Regions from separate parts of the Mus musculus genome. Here all the other regions are linked to region 1. A link is a contact called in public HiChIP or PLAC-seq and promoter capture Hi-C data. All regions are on one chromosome and are shown on one strand. Each heading gives the region's core, a stretch centred on a gene start, on an enhancer-like site or on the middle of the called end of the contact. The rest is flanking DNA. Distances are from core to core; before and after follow the strand shown. Region 1 holds the start of Grem2 (gremlin 2, DAN family BMP antagonist). Region 2 holds the start of Exo1 (exonuclease 1). Region 3 holds the start of Rgs7 (regulator of G protein signaling 7).

The links. HiChIP or PLAC-seq counts read pairs in DNA pulled down with a chosen protein or histone mark. Capture Hi-C pulls out chosen DNA fragments and counts their contacts.
Region 2: an H3K27ac HiChIP or PLAC-seq map of trophoblast stem cells shows a contact between it and region 1, with 6 times the contacts expected there. The contact joins the promoter of Exo1 here to the promoter of Grem2 in region 1. A contact is called at or near these places in 8 of 39 promoter capture datasets (the 3T3-L1 cell line, 3T3-L1-derived adipocytes, frontonasal cranial neural crest and 4 more) and 1 of 115 datasets of contacts at active chromatin or transcription factors (trophoblast stem cells).
Region 3: a promoter capture Hi-C map of liver shows a contact between it and region 1, with 2.4 times the contacts expected there. The contact joins the promoter of Rgs7 here to the promoter of Grem2 in region 1. A contact is called at or near these places in 5 of 39 promoter capture datasets (embryonic stem cells, hippocampal neurons, liver and 2 more) and 1 of 9 other capture datasets (liver).

What each region holds. Positions count from the first base shown.
Region 1 is chr1:174,920,549-174,923,080 of GRCm38.p6, reverse strand. Grem2 (gremlin 2, DAN family BMP antagonist) reads left to right here and starts at 1,262. Exons shown (of 2, transcript NM_011825.1): 1 at 1,262-1,508.
Region 2 is chr1:175,879,514-175,882,045 of GRCm38.p6, reverse strand. Exo1 (exonuclease 1) reads right to left here and starts at 1,268. Exons shown (of 15, transcript NM_012012.4): 1 at 1,190-1,268; 2 at 846-914. It overlaps Gm36360 (a long non-coding RNA gene), which reads left to right and starts at 1,291. Exons shown (of 3, transcript XR_373723.2): 1 at 1,291-1,374.
Region 3 is chr1:175,491,282-175,493,813 of GRCm38.p6, reverse strand. It overlaps Rgs7 (regulator of G protein signaling 7), which reads left to right and starts at 1,269. Exons shown (of 18, transcript NM_001347195.1): 1 at 1,269-1,553.

The DNA of each region.
Region 1 (2,532 bases), core at 13-2,512:
AATGGATTTAAATATGAAAAGAAAGCAGGCAAGATGTTTGTTAGCAGCAAATTGTAAAATATATATATATATATTATTCTCTATGATTTTGAACTTAGGTGCGCTGTGAGTTGGCTGAAGCCAGAGTGTCGGGTTTTAATAAGGCATGCAAAATAGGATAATTCTGGGAAAGAAACCATCAAGGCAAAAATCAAAATGGAGTTCTGTGGTTTCAGAAGCAACAGCTTTTGCCAAGAAAACCAATAAAATATACTGAGGAAAGACCATAGTAGGCTGTTTTTTAAAAAAATAAGGTGAAATCTTATTTTCTTTGAAATTTCCCAGCTCAGTAACTAAGGTCTCAGGATTTTCTTAGGCCATTTCTTCATTGATGGGATCAAAGGTTTACCTCTGTGCATGTATACAGATGATGAGTTTACACTCAGGTGCCTTTGTCAGTTGAGACTCATGGAGGTTCAGTGCTGAAGAGGCCAATGGAAACCAAAAATCCCCCAGAGAAAAAGCCAGCATCCAGCGAACATCACAGTGAAGTGATCTATCCTGTCCAGACCAAGTGTGCGAACATTGGTCTATATTCTCTGGATGCTGAATAACCTGATTCGTATTGGAAATCTCTGTGTTCAAAATATCGGGAAAATATAAGGATATGTGGAAAAGAAAATAAATCTAAACGTTGGATACTTTGCGCTGAATTCATTCAAGACTTTAATCATTAATTAAACTCATTTTTGGCCATGGGATCAGCTTGCCTTCAATTTCACCCGCCTCAGTCATTAAAAACAAAAGGAACCTAGCTTTATGTGCATGTGCACACACATGTGTGCTTGTACGTGTGTGTGTGTGTGTGTGTGTGTGTGTGTGTGTGTGTGTGTGTGTGTGTGTGTGTGTGTGTGTGTGTGTTTCTATACTCTTGACATTTTGAGTCCACCCTAAAGAGAATGATCTGAAGGCGTGAATGGGGTTTGCGGGTAAAGAGGCTGGTGGATTTCTCTACATGACAAGGTTTGGATTGGAAGTCTGCTAAACAAAATGTTAAGAGCTGCCCACAAGGTTGTAAATCCACAGTCTGCAAAGAGGAAGGGAGAAATACAGAGAGCGACTGGGGTGTGTGTGTGTGTGTGAAGTATTTGTGGGTTAGATGAGAAGCGAGGGCTGAGTGAAGCCCGAGAAGGAGGGGTGACTGGTGTGATTTGTTTGGTGTTCTGAGCCAATAGAAACTCCAGCCTGTGATAATATCCCCATGCAGCGCCTAGAGGACTCAGTGCTGTCTCCAGCTCCTTCCACATCTGCAGGCGCGGCTGGGACGCGCTCCGCCCTCTGTGCGCTCCACTGGGCTCCGCTCGCTCCGCACACCCTCGCTGCTTCCCAGGCCTCCTGCAGAACCAGGCTGCGGCTGCCCCCGACGATACGGCGCACAGCCCGCTGTGGATCCTGTCATTCACAGAGAGGAGAGGGACAGGGAGACACACAAGGGAACCGAGGAGGAGGCTTCCATCTCGTCATTGCAGGTATGCGGCTTGTCACAACCTATCTGACTGCGCACAGGTTTCTATCTTCTGCCTTTCTAAGGCACCTAGGGTAGATTCACGTCTGTCCGCGGGGCTGGCTGGTTCGCAGAGAAGTGCCGAGTGAATGCCCCCTGAGTTACACTGCTTTCATGTGGCTGGGGCCACCAGGTGGATTCACCTATTGGATTCTGCGTAGGTGGAAAGCCCAGACCTTTAAACTTCACAGCGATCTTTAAATTAACTAATTAAATAAATAACACCAGTATCTGCACATTGTAGTGAGGGTTCCCCTTGGTGACCCGCATTCTAATGATGACCCAACATGTAATTGTTTAGAAAGCAGGTTTTGAATATAGTCAGCCTACCTAATATGTTAATGTGTTCCCTGTAGGATCAGGAAGCCACAGAGGATTTGGGCATGGTCTTGATTTCCTAAGCATGTACCAAAGTGGATACAGCCTCATGGCTGAAATATCACTATGTATTTAGGCTGTGTCTGAAGGAGAGAAGGAAAGAAGGGAGACAGCAAGTAAAAAACAAAAAACAAAAAATGCAGTTGTCATAGTCTTACCTTCACTGATCAATTAATGATACATTTGTCTTTCAGCACCCCTGACAGGATGAGTTCTAAACTCTCTCAAATTAGGTTAAAAGCATACGAATTGATCCCAGTACTCAAGAGGCTGAGGCAGGAGGATTGTGAGTTCCAGGCCAGCCTGGGCTACATAATTAAAACTATGAACTGAAAAACTTTGTACAAAATATAAACATTTCCAGGCAATGAAATGTGTAGTTCGTAGTTTTGTTTAATCGTCCAAGGTATAGATTTCTCTGTGTTTATTTTTGAGGTGAAAGGTAAGGGGGGGGCGATAAAATAGCTATTTTCCTGGGAATTTGCCATGTTTGATTCACAATTTTGAAGCTGGTTATGTAATTTTTCCCCCATGTTGATTACTTATGATTCAATTAACATTGCTTAATCAGTTCCATCTTCCTGGAAAAGCCAACGGGACTGAGTGAGTAA
Region 2 (2,532 bases), core at 19-2,518, 960 kb before region 1:
TCTATCACCTTGAGGCAGGGTGTTACGGAACCAACTAGGCCCAATGAGGTCTTGGGATCTGCCACCTCTGCCTCCCAATCTCTGCAGTTACCAGCAGGCTCAGGCACAGGGGGTTTTAATGGGGAGGGGGCTGGGGGGAGGATTCTAACTTAGGTCCTCATGGTTGCAAGAGCAAAGGCTATTACCCTCTGCAACTATTCTTTCTGTGTATGATGCATGCGTGATGGAGTTTGAATCGGAGGATGTGAAAGGCAGTCCACCTTGTTTGTTTGAGCTGCGTCCACCAGGCTAGTTAGGTCTTAGGCTGAGCTCTCTGGGATTTTCCACTCTTACCTTCCCCTCTCTCAGCAGTGAGGTCACAGGGACAGGCACCTGATTCAACAGACCTAAGATCATGTTCTTAAAGACTATGGGATAAGCCAGAGGTGCCCTGTTGACACCACAGGAAAGTGGCCATGCCCTTAGCTAGCAGCCCTGACACTTGAGAGATTCATTTACCTTTAAGGTCATGCCCATTAACTATGAATCCCTAAAGGGGGGCATGAACCCGTAATTTTAAACATCAGCCAATTTGGGTGCAGGTGGGTCTGTGTAAAACGAGTCCACTACGTTTAAAAGACAACGTCTCTAAAACATGATTTCGTGCATGCTGGGGGGGGGGGGGGTTGGGGTGGGGGAGGGACATAATTACATTTCGTGAAATTTCCTTAAGTTTCTTTCTTCTAGGCCAACTAAATCTCGAATAAATATTTCCTCTTTAGTATAGAAGTGACTGAGTGCCATGTGGCGCATCAACACCAGAAGGTCGCCGGTGGTACCCGAGGTAACAGCAGCAGCGGCTTCACCTTAGTCCCGTCTCCCGAACGAACAGGCATAGCACACAAGTCCATTCCAGGCGCCGTGGCTCCTCAAACCTGCACAGGAGAGAGCATATACAAAGGGAATTCATCGCTAGGTACGAGTGTTGGTAAGGACACACGTCAGCCCGCCTCTGCGGAAAGCGGGAGACCCGGAGGCCGAGGCAGTCGCCTGCAGGCGCTCCACGCTCCCGCTCACTTCCCGGAGATCCGGGTTTCGCGCCGAGGGGCAGAAGGCACGTGGATCAGAGTCATGGGGACCCCACTTTCCTCCACACGGCCCGCTGCTCCAGTGACCGCCCGGCCGCCCGCATAGGGGCTCGCTCGCTCACCTGGGGTTCAGAACGGCGGCGAGCGGCTGCTGCAAGCGCAGCCATGGACCTTTCGATTTGCGCGGGATCGGGAAGCCCCGCCCAGCGGACATGACGTCCCTGGGCGTCCTGAGCCGCAGCCTCCACCTCCCGCTTTCTATGACCCGACTTTCCTCTTAGCCGAGTCCTGAGCCCTTCCTTGCAAGGTAGGAAGTCCGCCGCCAATGGCCAATGCCATCTCGAACTCGGCGACGCTAGAAGCGAAAAGTCGGCTTGTTTGTGAGAGAAGTGGGGTGGTGGTAAGGGAGGGGGCAAGAGAAACTCTAGGCCCGGAAGTTGCGCTCTCGCCGGTGCTGCTGGGAGTTGTAGTTCTCCCTTGACCAAGCCACTGGATCCAGGTACATGCGTGCTAAAGAACTCCCAACTTGGAGTCAAACATATTTTGTTATTTTAAACCCGGAAAAGGAGCCCAGTTCATAGTTGCTTAATTCCAGGCCAACACCACAGTCTTTCGTCTCCGAAACATCCTCACCTCTATGCAAATTGAAGTTTTGTACAAAGCTTTCATGTTGCTATAGTTTGATTATAGTCTGCGCTTACCCACTTTATTCATTATATGGCTTTATCCCTGATACGAGTTGGGAAAATGTTATCCTTATAACTAAGAAACAAAATGGCCCAATGGTTCAAGTTATTAAACCCTGTATATTGTTGGTTGTATTGGGTCACATTTCCTAGTGTTATCAAGGAAAGAAAACCCCTCTAGTTTCTCTTCTTAATGGACTTTTAAAAACTTACTAATTTTAGAAGTCACACAGCCGGACTGTACATAATTTAGTCTCTTACTGTCTTTGCCCCAGCAGACTCCTCTGACTGAAGCTATCTAAGTGTGAAATTGAAAGACTCCGAGAGGAGCCCCTCGCTCAGGCCTCAGGACAATAGCGGACACCCAAGAACTCATGAGAGACCAAGCTTGATGCAAACCACATGAGGCTTTATTCGGGGAAAGCTAGAGCTCTGGGGACGACTCACATCCCACGCAGGAGTAGAGGAGTCGACCCTGAGGGGAAAGGGGTCTCAGTTTTTATAGGCCCTGGGGGGAAGGAGAAGGGGGGAGTAGGGGATTTCCAGATCTAAACAATGTCTATTCTCAAGAAATGGGTATGGGAGGGGTACAAGGAAAGAGTCTGGTGCAGGTGTAGCAACTCCGGATTGGCTGGGCTGTGGTTGCTGGGGAGATTTTCTGACTCTCCCAGCAACCAATATCACAAACACCTGGCAGTGAGGTGCAGCAGTGGGCACACACATGGGTTCAAGGAATGGTCAAAACATTGGCAGACACACAGGTTCAAGGAGTGGCCAGA
Region 3 (2,532 bases), core at 20-2,519, 570 kb before region 1:
GAACATGGGTACGGATAGATAAATGCTACTTTGAATGACACCTGAAAGAGCCTGGGTGAGGCTGGAAACGTGACTGGTACCCACAGATATTTGGATAGCAGTTATATTAAGGTTTACCCTGCTTGGAGAAGCAGCCACAGATGGCACTGGATAGCCAATTCTGGTGCCACCGGTTTGTAATCCCAGCTGTTTGGAAGGCTGAGGCAGGAGAATGTTGAATTTAAGGTCTGTTTGGGCTAAACTGAGTTTAAGACCAGCCTGGTTGGACGCTGTCTCAAAAGTGAAAAACAAACAAACAAACAAACAAACAAACGAAGGTGCTGGTAGAGAGGGTTGTGAATGGGATGCAGCTCATTGGCAGGGGCCTTAGGTTTAGTCCGCCTACACACACAAATCACACTGGCTAAATCGTCTTTATCCTCAGTCCTATAGAGGAAGCCTTCTCAGATGTTCAGATTCCCACAACTTCCTAATGTCCCAGAAAGCTGGGTACATTTCACGAGGACAAAAACTTTTTTCTTTAATGTCTTCCCAGTCCTTGAAAAATTAGTGCCGGAAACCTGAAGAATTTCTGGGGTTCGGGGTATCAGCAACCCCAGACCCTTTGTGATTCTGTGAACCCCAGTAGAGGACAAGGACTAAAGACAAGTTTCTCTGAGCCCAGTAGGTTAGACCAGCCAGACATCAGCCATGGGCCTTCAATGTCACAGGTGGTGAGATTGTTCGCTTTTGGTAGAGGCCTCCAAATTCCTTCCCGGTATTTCCAACTTAATAGGAGGCAGTGAAAGTCATGGGCAAACAGGCTGGAGTGAGGAAGGGGGCCTGCCAATGAGTCATTTGGTCCTGGCCATTGCTTTCACTTCTGGGATATTCCAGCATCTCTCTGGGCTGTTACTTAAGCATAAGGATTATCAATCATTTGCTTCCCTAGTTCTGCCAGCAGGGTCGCCAGGAGCGCGATGCAGACCTGCCAGCCGCAGGGGGCCTTATCCATTCATCCATTTACCCACTCACCCACCCTTTCACCCACCTACCCATCCACCCACCCTCCGCCAAGCCCTTCCTCCTGCTTAGCTCAGTTTGGCTCTCCAGGCCTGCGGCGGCGCGTGGGCTTGCCAGCGCGGGGGACAGGGCCTGTGCTCCCGAGGGGTTGCGGGGTCGGGAGGCCGGGGACACCCAGGGGTGTGGCGGCGGCGAAGCCGAGCCCGTCCGAGCCGGCACCTTCGGGCGTCCCTGTCCCACGTGACTGTCGCCTCCTCCCTCCTCCCAGTCGCGCGCGCACGGGCCAGGCGTCTCGACTCCCGCGCGCGCTCGACTGGTCCCAGTCCCCGGGAGGAGAAGCGGAGGAGGGAACGAGCGAGGCGGCCCGGGGGAGCGGGCGCGAGCGGCGGCTGCCGGGGCCGCCTGTGCACCGCGGCGAGGGTGGCGGTGGCCTGAGCAGCGCGAGTGTGATGAGGCTGCCCTGCCTCGCAGCTCCGCTCGCAGCCAGCTGACAGCGCCTGCCCTCAGCACACCCGGAGGGGAGCCGCGGGGCCGTGACCTTGGCCGAGGAGGTAACCGGAGGGAGCGGAAGGGGAGGAGGCGGCGCCACCTGGAGTCCCCGGGACCCCTGGTCCCGCACCCGGTCCTCGCCCTGCGACGACGGGAGTCACGGTCCCCAATGAGTGGCGCGCCCGGCCGGCCGGGCTGGGGCGCTGCGCACGCCGCGGTCCACGGTGCTGAAACTGCTGCCCGGTGTGGCCAGTGCCTGGATGAGGGGCAAGGCTGCCTGCCATTTGCTGCCTCCGAGAGCAAGGGCCGAGCAGGATGAGCTGGGACCCAGATTTCTCTGCTCTTCTGGCTGATTGTTCCAGGCTTGTGCAGTTAGCTTGCTCTCGGAGGTGAGCCAGGTGATTGCTCAAGGCTTGACTTCCCATCAGCCTTGGGTTGCTTGGACCTAATTTGGAAGCTTTCTTCCAAAGATTAGTCAGGATCAGGTCCAGACTTAGCGCACCGAGGTGGGAGCACAGAGGAGCCATGGGCTGGCAGTGAAAGCAGGTGAAAGTGGAAAAGCCTATGTATGCCCAGGCTGTGTGGGGAGCCCAAGAAATGGAGAACAAACATGTGCCTGAAAAGAACACTTGTGGGGAAGGGGCCTCTGTCGCGCCTGCCATGGGAAACTAGCTGGCTACTAGGAGAAAGTGGGCTGCAGCGGGTGTTGGCTTTCTGCCCTTTGGGGAGAACCGCATCAAGTGGAGCAGCAAGTATCCAGGGAGAACAGTGGGTATTAGGGAAGTGCCAACCATGGGGTTTTTAAGTAAGTACCTAATACTTTTAAAAAGAGAGTATTCACAAAATGAAGTCCACAAAAACCTTAGCTAGCTGACTATTTCGAACTGGAAGGTTGTCTGTTGAGATTTCCTGGGGCTACTACAGATGTAAACTTCTGCCTTTGTATTTCTTTAAAAAAGAAAAACTCCATGTCTGGTGTTCTCCTCATCCCAGAAATGAAAGAATTCTTCCCGTGGTTTGGGTACTGTGAACATGAAGGTG